Linked DNA regions of Sus scrofa: all the other regions are linked to region 2. A link is a contact called in public Hi-C and HiChIP or PLAC-seq data. All regions are on one chromosome and are shown on one strand. The core of a region is the stretch at or near the end of the contact, and the rest is flanking DNA. Distances in the headings are between cores, read along the strand shown. Region 1 holds the start of ST3GAL4 (ST3 beta-galactoside alpha-2,3-sialyltransferase 4). Region 2 holds the start of DCPS (decapping enzyme, scavenger). Region 3 overlaps KIRREL3 (kin of IRRE-like protein 3).

What was found. Hi-C and Micro-C count contacts between places; a contact is called where the count stands out from the background. HiChIP or PLAC-seq counts read pairs in DNA pulled down with a chosen protein or histone mark.
Region 1: an H3K27ac HiChIP or PLAC-seq map of alveolar macrophages shows a contact between it and region 2. The contact joins the promoter of ST3GAL4 here to the promoter of DCPS in region 2. A contact is called at or near these places in 17 of 47 Hi-C or Micro-C datasets (alveolar macrophages, blood, brain and 8 more) and 2 of 2 datasets of contacts at active chromatin or transcription factors (alveolar macrophages and skeletal muscle).
Region 3: a Hi-C map of fetal liver shows a contact between it and region 2, with 1.8 times the contacts expected there. The contact joins the enhancer-like site here to the promoter of DCPS in region 2. A contact is called at or near these places in 1 of 5 promoter capture datasets (liver), 14 of 47 Hi-C or Micro-C datasets (blood, embryonic fibroblasts, fetal heart ventricle and 7 more) and 1 of 2 datasets of contacts at active chromatin or transcription factors (skeletal muscle).

Annotation. Positions count from the first base shown.
Region 1 is chr9:53,473,850-53,478,061 of Sscrofa11.1, forward strand. ST3GAL4 (ST3 beta-galactoside alpha-2,3-sialyltransferase 4) reads left to right here and starts at 1,860. Exons shown (of 10, transcript NM_213757.1): 1 at 1,860-2,015; 2 at 2,576-2,660; 3 at 3,017-3,097; 4 at 3,307-3,404; 5 at 3,595-3,655; 6 at 4,122-4,212. The coding sequence starts at 2,000.
Region 2 is chr9:53,398,878-53,403,048 of Sscrofa11.1, forward strand. It overlaps DCPS (decapping enzyme, scavenger), which reads left to right and starts at 1,910. Exons shown (of 6, transcript NM_213790.1): 1 at 1,910-2,110; 2 at 3,899-4,073. The coding sequence starts at 1,910.
Region 3 is chr9:53,503,531-53,507,615 of Sscrofa11.1, forward strand. KIRREL3 (kin of IRRE-like protein 3) reads right to left here. Exons shown (of 17, transcript XM_021063119.1): 13 at 3,263-3,461. Among named protein-coding and RNA genes, the nearest start is that of ST3GAL4, 30 kb to the left of the region's middle. Within about 2 kb of position 1,486, at least 12 of the 83 cell types and tissues checked have an H3K27ac peak or open chromatin away from gene starts, as enhancers often do. A contact at or near this core is called in fetal liver and retroperitoneal adipose tissue, where this site is marked.

The sequences.
Region 1 (4,212 bases), core at 610-3,109, 75 kb after region 2:
ACATCGTTTTGAGTCATAAGCATTTCTTAGGCCAACTTCCCAGTTTTACCGCCCAAAGGAACTGACAGTCAGAAAGGGGAAAATGACTTTCTCGAGACACCCCAACATGCCTTTCAGTCAGTACTTGCCGAACACTGGCTGTGGTGTCAGGCAGTGCGCTGGGTGCTGGGGCTACAGCTGGGAATAAGGAAGACCTGATTCCTCCCCTTATGTTCAGTGGGGGAGACAGAAAGCAAGTGAGTAAGTAGCTGTGCTCGTTAGAGATCAGGATCCCGTGGAGGGGAATGATGTGGCTGTTGCCGAGGGGAGGTCAGGAAGGTGGCCCACTCTGGGTGATAGGTCTTGACTTTCATCCAGGTCTTCTGGTGACAAATCTGGAACGTTTCTTTACTGGCCAGGGCCATCCTCCACCCACCCTGGGATTCAGAGATGAGTCTCCTGGCCCTGCTGAGAAGATCTCACTCCAGTCCCCAGCCCTCTACCCTCCCCCAACCTGGCTTTCTCGTCCCCTCAAGACTTTCATCCGTGGGTGTTTGTGACTCAGGGTGGAGCCTGGGGAAGGCCCCTGGGAGCAGAGTGTTGACTCTGTAATGGGACAGGATTCAGGCTAATCTATTTCTGATCTGTAACAGAAGCTGGACATTGTCCAGATGTGGTTCCCACCCTGGAAAAATAATTTGAGATGTTTCATTTATCCCCAAGCGAGCACAAACCCTAGTGCTTCCTTCTGTTTTCTGAGCCATCAAAAGAGTCACGTGGGCTGCTTGCGAAAATACCCGGCCCAGGTCTCCCCCCTGGCTGGCTGAAGCAATCACAGGCCAGGGCCCTGCAACCTGTATTTTTAGTCCGTGCTCAAGGGATTCCTACGATCCAGATCACTGGGGAACTGGGAAGGGATAGAAGAAACTGGCGCTGTCTTGTGCCTCTTTGTGTGGCCTTGGGAGCTGCAGAAATTTCTCCCTGGGTGACTGAGACACATGGCCCTTGGCTGGATTTGTGATCGTGGGGACCTCTCTGTTTCTGTGCCTGTAGCAGCTCCTCCCCTCCCACAGCCCTGTCCTTACTAGGGGGGTTTTGTGCATCCTCTCCATCTCCCCCTGGAGGTCTGGCTCCTTGTCTAGGATGGGGAAGTAAAAACTGGAGACAGAAAAGGAGAGGAGGTGGAAGGAGCTCCAGTCAGAGCTTCCGGGGGCCAACATCCCAGGCAGCCCCTGCCACCACTCAGGGCATGTAGGTCCCAAGGCTGACCTCTCCTCTTTTTGACCCATCAGACCTTCCCCATTCCCCTGCTCCCATCCAAACAGCCTGCCCACAGTGAGTTTCCCCCATGCACCTGGGCGTGAGGGCTTGGACACTATTTGCATGCAGCCAGAGTCTACAAGGGCTGGAGGAGGCCTCATGGAGCATCTGGGTCCCACCCTGGCCCTGGAGTCTGGCCTGAGCAGACCTATATGGGTGGAGTCGTGAGAGGTTGATGATAGAGAGCTGGGCGGCTGCCAGAACCTAGGGAAGGCCTTGGATAGGAGAGAACAGTTAACTGCAGTTTGTCCAGTGTGAATCACCCTTTTAGACAGCTAGCTGAACGTCCATGGAGAAAATGGGCGGAGATGTGTCTGTCTCCCAGAGCTGGCCCTTCTTAGGTCAGAACGAGGGAGAGGACAGGGAGGGGAAGCTGGAGGAGGCTGGTCTGGCATGGGACCGAATCCATGAGGGGTGGGACTTGGTTTCCCTTTTCTGGGATGTGGGACCCACCTGGACCCCTGCCTCAGAGGAGCGAGGGGGATGTCTGGGGTGTTGAGAGCCGCTCTCCCAATGGTCGCCCTGGGGAGCAGCTTTGTGCTTCCTGGGGGCCAGAAGAGGCAGGCTGTGGGTGTGCCCTGCTGCAGTGTCTGGGGAGAGTGTGTGTGGAGCTGACCAGGCACCTATGACTCCAACCTCCTAGGTGGCCCGAGGCAGCCGGGATGACAGCTCTCCCCAGGAACCCTGCTACTTGAGAAACATGATCAGCAAGTGCCGTGAGTGTTCTCCAAGCCCTCCCCCACCCTGAGGGATGTGCCCCTCAGAGACAGCCATCCTGGGACCCCCTCTGGGTTGTGGAGGGACAGGCAGGGAGCTGGGGTTCCCCTCTTCATCCCAAAGGACAGCAGAAACACCCAGGTCCAAGCCCCAGGCTGGAGCAATGAGGCCAGGCGAGGGCCTGCTTCTTCTTTTTTTTTTAAATGCCTTTTAGGACCACACCCAAGGCATATGGAGGTTCCCAGGCTAGGGGTCTAATCAGAGCTACAGCCGTCAGCTTACGTCACAGCCACAGCAAAGCGGAATCCGAGCCTCGTCTGCAACCTACACCACAGCTCATGGCAATGCCGGAACTTTAACCCACTGAGTGAGGCTAAGGATCAAACCCGCAACCTCACGGTTCCTAATCAGATTCGTTTCCGCTGCACCAGGATGGGAACTCCGAGAGGGCCTGCTTTGAGTTGGGGCTGCAGGGCCTGGAGGTAGGAGGAGGAGAAGGTGGCCTGGGGCTGTACCTGCCTGTTTCTGACTCCAGCTCTTCTGTGCATGTGCCCTGCAGGCTGGAAGCTCCTAGCCATGTTGGCTTTCGTCCTGGTGGTCATGGTATGGTACTCCATCTCCCGAGAAGACAGATACATTGAGCTGTGAGTCCTTCAGCGGGGTTCTTGGGAACGGGGCTCAGGGATGGAGCATCTTTGGGCGGGGACCTGGTGGGTGGGGCAGAGGGCCTGACCTCTTCCTTACATGACTAGCATACAGTCCTTCCGTGAGGGTTGTTGGTGGGTTTGGGGGGTAGGCTCTGGGATGCCTCCCTAGGCCCCTCACCCCGGTGTTCAGGGGAAAGAAGAGCTGGATTCGCAGTGGTTTTGGTTTCAGAGTGGCTCTCCAGGGCCCTGGGACCTCCACGTCCTGGGTGGAGGTGGGGGCTGCCTGGGATGCTGGCCCTCTGGCCAGGGAGGTCTGACTGGAGCGCCTGCCTCCTCTCCTTTTCTGTCTCCAGTTTTTATTTTCCCATCCTAGAGAAGAAGGAGCCATGCCTCCAGGGGGAGGCGGAGAGGAAGGTCTCCAAGCTCTTTGGCAAGTAAGTGTGTGAGGATGGCGTGAGGGAGGGGGGAGCTGCATGCTGGCTAGACAGAGGGAACTGTGCTGGTGGATGGGGGTCAGGTGAAGCCCATGAGGGATCGGGAGGCCTTGGATGTGTGTACAGAGTATTAGTCAGTGGTCTGAGCCTGTTTCTGGCATCAAGGTTAATCCCTTTCTCACCCCTACCCTGCCTTCACCTCGGTGCAGCTACTCCCAAGAACAGCCCATCTTCCTGCAACTTAAGGATTACTTCTGGGTCAAGACGCCATCTGCTTACGAGCTGCCCTACGGGACCAAGGGGAGTGGTAAGTACCCGCCTGGTGGGAGGCAACAGTGGGCTCATCTTGGCCACACTGCTTCCTGTTCCTGGCCGTCCTCAATCCCGGTGCCCAGGCACTCAGCCAGGCTCAGACGCAGGGGCTGGGGTAGGGAGAGTCGGCAGCCTTTGAAGAGCTAGCTGTTGTCATCAGCCCTTCCGATCGGGTTCTTTCGTAGAAGACCTGCTTCTCCGGGTGCTGGCCATCACCAGCTATTCCATTCCAGAGAGCATCCAGAGGTAAGGAGACACTCCTTCCTGCACGAGTGTGAAACAGTCGTGGTCCAGCACCTCCCAGCGAGCCTTCGTGTCTCCAGGGGAGGCAGGTATGCCAGCTGAGCCTGGGCATCTGGCTGCCGGAGCGGGCAGAGGCTGCTGAGGGTATTGCTGTAGTAACAGGCAGGCCTGGGCAGCAGTCAGGGGCTCCGAAATGGGATTTCTTCTTGGTACTTCCCAGGCGTGTTCCTTCCTCTCCTCCTCTCCCTCCTGTGCGCTGCTTAGTTTCCTCTCCCTTGAAAGCCCAGGGCTACAGTGTCAGCCTGACCAAAAGCAGCATTCCTTAGAGATGCCTGGTCCATGAGGACCAGGGGCTGAGGGGACGTGGGAAGGGATCCTGAGCTGGCCCTGGGGAAGACCAGGGCAGGAGAGTTAAGCGGAGCTGGGGCAGGGGCAGCGTCTGGGTCTCACCACCCTGTTCCTGTGGCAGGCTCAAGTGCCGCCGCTGCGTGGTGGTGGGGAATGGGCATCGGCTGCGCAACAGCTTGCTGGGAGAGGCCATCAACAAGTACGACGTGGTC
Region 2 (4,171 bases), core at 660-3,159:
CCAGGCTACAGTCCTCAGTAGATTCTCTGAATAAAGTATAACATGCAACTTGTAGGCTGTGTGTTTTTTTCAGTTGGCAAGTATCAGCAGAGGTGCACTCACTTCTCAGGAAGGCATGCTCAAGCACCAAGAGTTGCAGGGAAATCATAAGTAAATATTTTATACGGCAAAAAAAATTTTTAAAGAAAAGAGGGGTTCCCATTGTGGCTTAGCAGGTTAAGAACCCGACATAGTCTCCATGATGATGTGTGTTTGATCCCTGGCCTTATTCAGTCGAAGATCTGCCATTGCCACAAGCTGCAACGTAGGTTCCAGATGCGGCTCTGACCTGGTGTTGCTGTGGCTGTGGCATAGGCCAGCAGCTGTAGCTCTGACTGGACTACTAGCCTGGGAACCTCTATATGCCGTGGGTGCAGCCCCCCCAAAAATTTTTTTTTTTAATAAATAAAATAAAACCCTGAGCCATATCCTTGAATTATTTCGCAGATAATGAAATCCCCACTAGGTAGAAGTTAACTGCAAACTACATACTGATCACAACCTTGTAGACCCCAGACTGGTTGGAATCAGAGGTTGATACTGACCCCAGAAATACCATCTATCAACCAGAAGAATGTCCATTAGATGATCAGGTACCCTGCCACCTTTTCCTTCACCTTGCCTTTAAAAACACCTCCCTGAAAGCCATCAAGAAGTTCAGGTCTTTTGAGCATGAGCTGCCAGTTTTCCTTGCTTGGTCTCACTTTAAGAACCTTGCAATTGGGAGTTTCCGTTGTGGAAAAGCGGAAACGAATCCGACTAGGAACTACGAGGTTGTGGGTTCCATCCCTGGCCTCGCTCAGTGTGTTGAGAATCCAGCGTTGCCATGAGCTGTGGTGTAGGTCACAGACGCAGCTCGGATCCTGCATTGCTGTGGCTGTGCTATAGTTCCGATTGGACCCCTAGCCTCCACATGCAGCGGGTGCGACCCTAAAACGCAAAGAAACCCCAAAGACTGCAATAAACGCTGTACTTTCCCTCATCACAACCCAGTGTGGATAGATTGCAGTAAGTTGCCCAAGGAGACCCAACTTTGGTTCTGTAACATGGATACAGTGGGGCAGAAGCAAAGAGGCAGGCAATGAGTGAGACCAAGCAAGGAAAACCTGGCAGCTCATCCTTAAAAGACCTGAACTTCTTGATGGCTTTCAGGGAAGTGTTTTTAAAGGCAAGGTGAACGAGAAGGTGGCAGGGTACCTGATCATCTAATGGACAGGAAGCAGAAGCAAAGAGGCAGGCAATGGAAATGTACTTCTGGCCCTGTTCACTTACCATTCTTCTCAGCAAAAAATACTGGGATTTACAAAGAAAAGGACAACACAAAGAGGACTTTTGTAAAATGGAAACGGGTGAAAAATGGATAGGGTTTTAAGCGTTCTCTATGTTCAATCAATTGACTAAGAAAGAGATTGGCTCAACAGATTTGCTTCAGAAACATCCCTTCCACTCTAATCAATGTTGGCATAACTCTGATTAAAAAGCTGTATTCAACCCAAGTGTCAGCGCAGAGTCCAAAGGGCGTCTTGCAGCTCGGACTCGGGGGAGTAGGGGTGGGGTGGGGTGGCTGGGCTACCCTCTCCCCTGCAGCCTCTCTAGCCTTGCTGTCACCTTCTCTTTTCCCTCAGGACCAGCCTCCGCCCGGGTTGGCTAGCACGAGGAGACCAAAGGCGGGAAACTCGAATTAAGATGCTCACTCTAGACGAGTCCCAAAAAACAGCGGCCCTAGGTTTCCTACAGCCAGGAGATCGGCTGACTCCGGCGCGGAGCACGTCGGGAGTTGTAGTCACCGCCCTCCGCGGAGGTGGGGTGAGGCGGCAGAGGGGCGGGGCCGCGGCCGGGTTGGCGCAGGCGCACACTCTCCCCCGGCAATATGGCGGACACCGCTCCTCAACCCAGCAAGAGAAAGCGCGAACGAGACCCGGAGGAGGCGGAGGCACCCAGCACAGAGGAGAAGGAAGCAAGGGTTGGGAATGGTACCTCTGCTCCTGTCCGCTTACCTTTCTCCGGCTTTAGAGTGAAAAAAGTGCTAAGGGAGTCTGCGCGGGACAAAATCATTTTCCTGCACGGAAAGGTACCATTAAGCAGCGTTGGGGTGGGGATGCGGGAAGGAGTGACCCAATCGTCGCCTCGGAGGCGGATTTTTTTTTTTTTTTTTTGAGATTCTTTGGAAAATACTAATCGCATTGCCCCGGGTGGGAAGGAGGCCAAGTGCGCCAAAATGCCTGGGCAGGGGTTTGGTTCGTGGAGGAAACAAGGATACTTGTGAAATTAAGGGAATTAACACGCGTGGGGCTAATTTCCCTAATTCCTCCTCTTGTACTAAAATAAGAACCTAACACTTGCGGAGTGTATTTATTGTCGATTAAAAAGTCGCATGTTAAATTCCCCAAGCTTTCACCATTCATTTATTAAACCTGTAACGTGCTAGTTCTCTTGTGGCACAGCTGGTTAAGGATCTGGAGGTTTCACTGATGGGGCTTGGATCGCTGTTGTGGCGCAGGTTCCATCCCTGGCCCAGAACTCCACGTGCCTTGGGTGAGGGCAAACAAACAAACAAACGGGCCCCAACAAAACACACAAAAACCCTGTAAGGTGCTAGGAATCCAGTATGTTTCTGGGCAGTCTTGGTCATCCAGGCCCCAGGCAATAACATAGGCACTGTAGGAAGTATGATCTCTGCTATATACAGGACTCCCGCTCCTGGGAGCGGGGAAACAGTTTGTTGAATTGGTGATTCAATTCCACATATCATGCACAGACAGGCCAGCACTGAACTGGGTGCAACATAGAGCTGAAAGTTCCCATTCTTGATTCAATTCCACGTTTCATGCACAGACGGGCCAGCACTGAACTGGGTGCAACATAGAGCTGAAAGTTCCCATCCTTGATCTTCAGGAGTGCAGAGCATCCTTAAGCAGACAGGCACAGCTAGCTCTAATATCACGTGCTCAGCTCTCCAGCAGGGACTGAGGAGAGACTGGATACTGACCCAAGAGCTAGTAAAGAGGCAGTCCAAGGGTTCCCCAGAAGTCCTGGCAGGCGCTCTCACTTTTGGGAGGATGGGGGCAGGGAGACCCTGGGCCAGGCTTCCATGCCTCTTTCTGTGTCTCTTGTGTTTTACAAGGTTCTGTCTGTCTCAGCCCAACTTACCTTCAGTCTGCAGCACCTGCTGAAGATTTTAGCCATGGGAACCTTTGAGCTCGAAGCTAGTTGGGATACTTAAAGTCTAATTTCTATTTCACCATTTGGGCAAGTCACTTAAACTTCTCTAGACCTCATTTTCTTCAGCTGTAAAATGGGGAGAATTTTTTTGGGGGGGTGTCTTTTTTTTTTTTTTTCTTTTTTTAGGGCTGCACCCGAGGCACATAGAAGTTCCCAGGCTAGGAGTCCAGTCAGAGCTGTAGCTGCTGGCTTACGCCACAGCCACAGCAACGCCAGATTGGAGCCAAGGCTGTGACGTACACCTTAGCTCATGGCAATGCCGAATCCTTAACCCACTGAGTGAAGCCAGGGATTGAACCCATGTCTTCATGGGTACTAGTCAGGTTCGTTACCGCTGAGCCACGACAGGAACTCCAAAATGAGGAGAATTTGACAGAGGCCTTGTGAGCCCAAAAGAGAAGACAGTTGAGAAGTCTTGCATCTCTTAAAGAGCTGTGGCAAGGATCTGGGTTGATGAGATGCCTTCTCCAGGAAAAGAAACATGGGTGCCTTTGGCTAGGCTTTCTTAGAGGGAAGACTGCAGAGAAGGAAATCCAAAGTATTGAGATTGCTAAGGCCCTGAGAGCTTTTACTTTTGCTGTCCAGGTTTCAACTATGGTTCTACCCCAGGGCCCACTGATGGTGTCTCTGCCCATAGGTGAATGAGGCTTCTGGGGATGGAGATGGAGAAGATGCCATTGTGATCCTGGAGAAGACGCCATTTCAGGTGGACCAGGTGGCCCAGCTCCTGATGGGCAGCCCTGAACTCCAGCTGCAGTTCTCCAATGATATCTACAGCACCTATCACCTCTTCCCTCCAAGGCAGCTGAGTGGTGAGCAAGTGGGGCTGAAGCAGCTGCCTTTGGGAAGAGCAGGATGGTGGGGAACTAGCGGGGGCTGTGACCACTTCATAACTGATTTGCATGTTCTC
Region 3 (4,085 bases), core at 236-2,735, 100 kb after region 2:
CCTGCAGCATGTGAAGTTCCTGGTCCAGGGATCAAACCCGTGCCACAGCAGTGACCATGCCAAGTCCTTAACTGCTAGGCCACCTAGGCACTCCTCTCTCCAGGTTTTAATGTTATTACAAAAGGAAAACTGCTTTGGGCATTCACTGATTTTATTCTTTTAATTAAAAAAATTTTAAATTAAAAATTTTTCATTTTTTGATTTTATTTTTGGGCTTTTTAGGGCCGCGCCCGTGGCATATGGACGTTCCGGCTAGGGGTCCAATTGGAGTCACATCTGCGACCTATGCTGTAGTTCACGGCAATGCAGGATCTTTAACCCATACTGAGCAAGGCCAGGGATCGAACCCGCACCCTCATGGATACTAGCTGGATTCTTAACCCACTGAGCTACAACGGGAACTCCTAAATTTTATTAATTTGGGTTGGATTTAGTTTCTCCTAATCGCCTAGGCAGTCTCCTTAGAAAAACTCGGGTCTTGTCTCTGCTGAGCTCAGAGCCAAAGGATGACGGTGGAAAGTTCCTTGACATCTCCGGCCCTCAGTGCCTTACTTGTGAAACCAGAGAACCAGGTAAGCGGTATCTAAAGTGCTCTCTGACTCTCGTGTTCTGTGAGGCCACATTTCCTCAAGTGGTTAACAGCTGGGGTGGGGGTGGGGGTGCCGTCTTATCTGGAGAACTGTCCTGAGTGGATGGATGGGGGCAGGGGAAGAGGGTCCCGTGGGGGTGGGGGACCCAAGGGTGCCATTCCCTCTGCAGCCTACCTGTGTGTGTTCCCTCCCTGCCTGGGTCACCTGTGCAGGCTGCCCCTCTCAGGACAGAGCTCCCCTTAGATGTTCTTGGAGAGGGACTGGATGGAGGGGCCACACTTTGGCTCAGCCTCCCTTCCATCTGAGGAGGTGGGCTGGGCACGAGGCATCTCAGCCACCAAGGAAGGTGTCAGGGAGCTCAGATGAGTGTACAGACGCAGGAGAGATGCAGAGAGAGAGCAATACCAGCTCAGTGCCAGGAGGGGCCCTGAGAGGTGGCAGGGAGAATGCAGCAGGAGTTGATACAGTGTGGCCTCTGGGAGCTTCCCCGGCCGGAACTGGTGCTCTTAAAGGAGCCGTCTGCCTGTGGGGCCCATCCAGAGCTTGCTGACAGAACTGACCACCCCTAGCACCTTCTGGGCCAGTGGGGTGCGAGAACTAGGGCAAAGGACGCCACACCTTCCGCACGGCCTTTGTCAACCCTGTGGGGTCTGGCTTGCCATGTCCTGATTCTCTGTTCTGGGTTTCTGCCTGGACGGTGGGGGCGGTCGTCTCCTGCGGAGTCCTAAGAACAACTCAACCCAGGGAGCCCAGTGTCCCCTCGGCTACCGGGTGCCTGCCCAGTGGCCTCAGCCTAGTAGCGAGATGACAATTCTGTGAGGAACACAGGAGTGGGGAAGGAGTCAGCCAGCGGAAAGCGTGGGGTTAGCATGGATTATGCAGGCCACAGCAGGGCTGGGGGGCCCTGGTGTCCCCGGAAGCGATGGCCAAGCGGTGGTGATGTCGAGAGGCCAGAGGAGTCAGGCGGGCGAGCTGACTCCAGGGGGCGGAGCCAGGACTTCAGAAGGGGAGGGGTGGGAGGGAAGAGGGGGAGGAGCAAGAGCTGGTGTCCTGGGCAGCGACAGAGGAGACAGGTCTCTGGGGTCCCTAGACCCATGCTGCCTGGGGACCCTCCCCCTGCTGCTCTGACTGCGCTACACCCTCAAGATGGGGGGAGGGCAGAGAAGTTAGTGGCCTGCACCGGCCTCCCTCCCCCCACTGCGGGCTCCCTCCCCCACTAGCCCAGCGGTCCCTTCCCCCATCCCAGGGAGTTCTCATGTCTCCTTCGTACCTGCTTCCAGCCCGGCTCCCGACTTCATTTCCGAACCTGTTTGGAAATAAAGCAAGCGTCCACAGCCAGGGCCTGGCTGGCCGGGGCGGGGTGGGACTTGGGGGTCGGCCACCTGGAGGGTCTGATGTTGGGGACCCTCTCCTGCATCGCGAGTCCGGGACACCCCTCAGATCCAGGCTAGCCGAACTGAACGTGGAGTTCGTTCAGGCTGACTTGGGGACTCCATCCAGAGGGGTGGGACCAGAGAGAGAGGTGGAGGCGGGGGTGAGAACACTAACGGGAAGGCAGAGGAGTCGGGGAGCTGAGGGGAAGACACGGAGGGTAAGCAACAGGGGGCCGTGAGGGTTGGGATGATGTGTGGATGATATGCAAATTATGTGCAAAGCATTATGCAAAGCAGCACCTATCAGGGAAGAGGTGTTGGGTAGCGATGGGTGACCCCCAGGGTAGCACTGAGGCCCCAGGGGCCCAGTTGAGACCATCTGCTTGGCCCAGAATCTCTTCCAGGGCCTGTCGGCCTGTGGGTGGGCCTTCATCTTGGAGGGAGTCAGAGACTGCCAGGGCCAAGGCCCCCTGGACCGTCCGGTCTGCCCTGGACTAACTTCATCTGCATCCTGTCTCAGGACCCAGCGTGCGGATGGATATTTGTCGAACCGTGCCGCTGTGCTTTTCTGAGGCTGAGACCTTGGAGCAGAGACTAGTCCTCAGCATCTTCCTTTCTAGGCACTGGGCAGTCTCACATGGAGTCACAGAGGGGTGAGCCTCCCTGCCCCCTAGCCTCCCCCTCCACTCCCCCCACCGCAACAGCCCAGCAGCTCTGAGCCCTTTTGTCCAGTGCTGCCCTTCTGGCTGGCATCTCCCTCGGAGCACAGGGGTCCATGCATCTCCTGTGTCCCGGGGAAACAGCATCTCCACCGTCCCCCAACACACACACCGGGCAGGGATTGGACAGCCCTATGCTTAGCATGGGCACCCTTGGGTTTGGGGCAACTGAACTGACTTGTCCTAAAGGGCTGGGCCAGGTTCCCCAAGACACCCATTCTGGTGCATGCACCCCGTGGGATACCCCCGAAGGGCCCTGGGGAACGTGGGGTGACTCATCCTGGCCATTAGCTGGGCTTCCTCTGTGGTTGCCTGAGGCACCACCACCCGAGCAGCTTCCTGGTCTGGCCAAGGGCAGATGCTCTTGCCGACCGCCGGAGGCTTCATGGCAGGTGAGGAAGCATCTTTCCCCCCCCGCCCCCCCCCCACGCCGCCGCCACCGCCTCCCCCCATGTCCCCCGCCTGCCTGTACACGTAGGCACGCTCTGTCCCCTCAGGACCCTGGAGGGCCTTGCCTGGGGCCCGGCCTTTGGCCAGGAGAGGCCATGGTCCGCATCCCTGGCGGTTCTGGTAGCCCCACCTTGCTCTTTGAGTCGGATGATCTCCGTGTCGGAGCCGAAGCTGTTCCAGGCGGTGCAGTTGTAGATGGTCTGGAAGTCCGCTCGCACGATGTTGCTGATGGTCAGCGTGGAGATGACACCCTCCTCGGTGCTGACTGTCTCCACCGTGTAGCGCCCTGACGTCCCCGACTCCAGCACATTCTCCTTCCAGGACCAGGCCTGTCCGGGTGTGCAGGATTAGGACACCCCGCCAGAGCCCACCCCGTCGGGACCCCTGTACCGCCTCCCAGCCTCAGGGCAGACCTTGCCCTGCTCCCATCCCTCTCAATGCCACACTCACAACACGTGTGCACACAGCACAGCACACACAAACACACATCCCATCCAGGTACCCCCTGCCCCCCAGCACGACCACACCCATAGGCACAGAGGTTGGGCCACCTCAAAGGCTATTTCCGTCGACAAGGGGGCCTGATGTGGCTCTGACCTAGAGCATTTTCCAGGCAAGCAGGGGACTCTGGGGCAGCGATGGGAGCTCTTCTGGCAGCTGGCACCCCTGACAGGTGGTGGTGAAGACCTGCCCCAGGCTGACTGAGTCTGATTTTGTTACTTTGTTTGTCTGTGTGTACACACTCTGAGAGTTGCACTTGCTAGGATGTTAATCTATCTTGGTTTACCAGGGTGATGGTTTAATTTTTCTCAGAGCTGTTTCATGGGACTGTAAGCTCCTCAACGTGTACACCCCCTTCTCAGTTGCTATTGTGAAAGTGGAATGCAGTGAGTGCTGGTGGGAAGGTGGAGGGGAGGGGGGGGCGGTGAGCTGGGGTTACTTCCCCGCTGGGC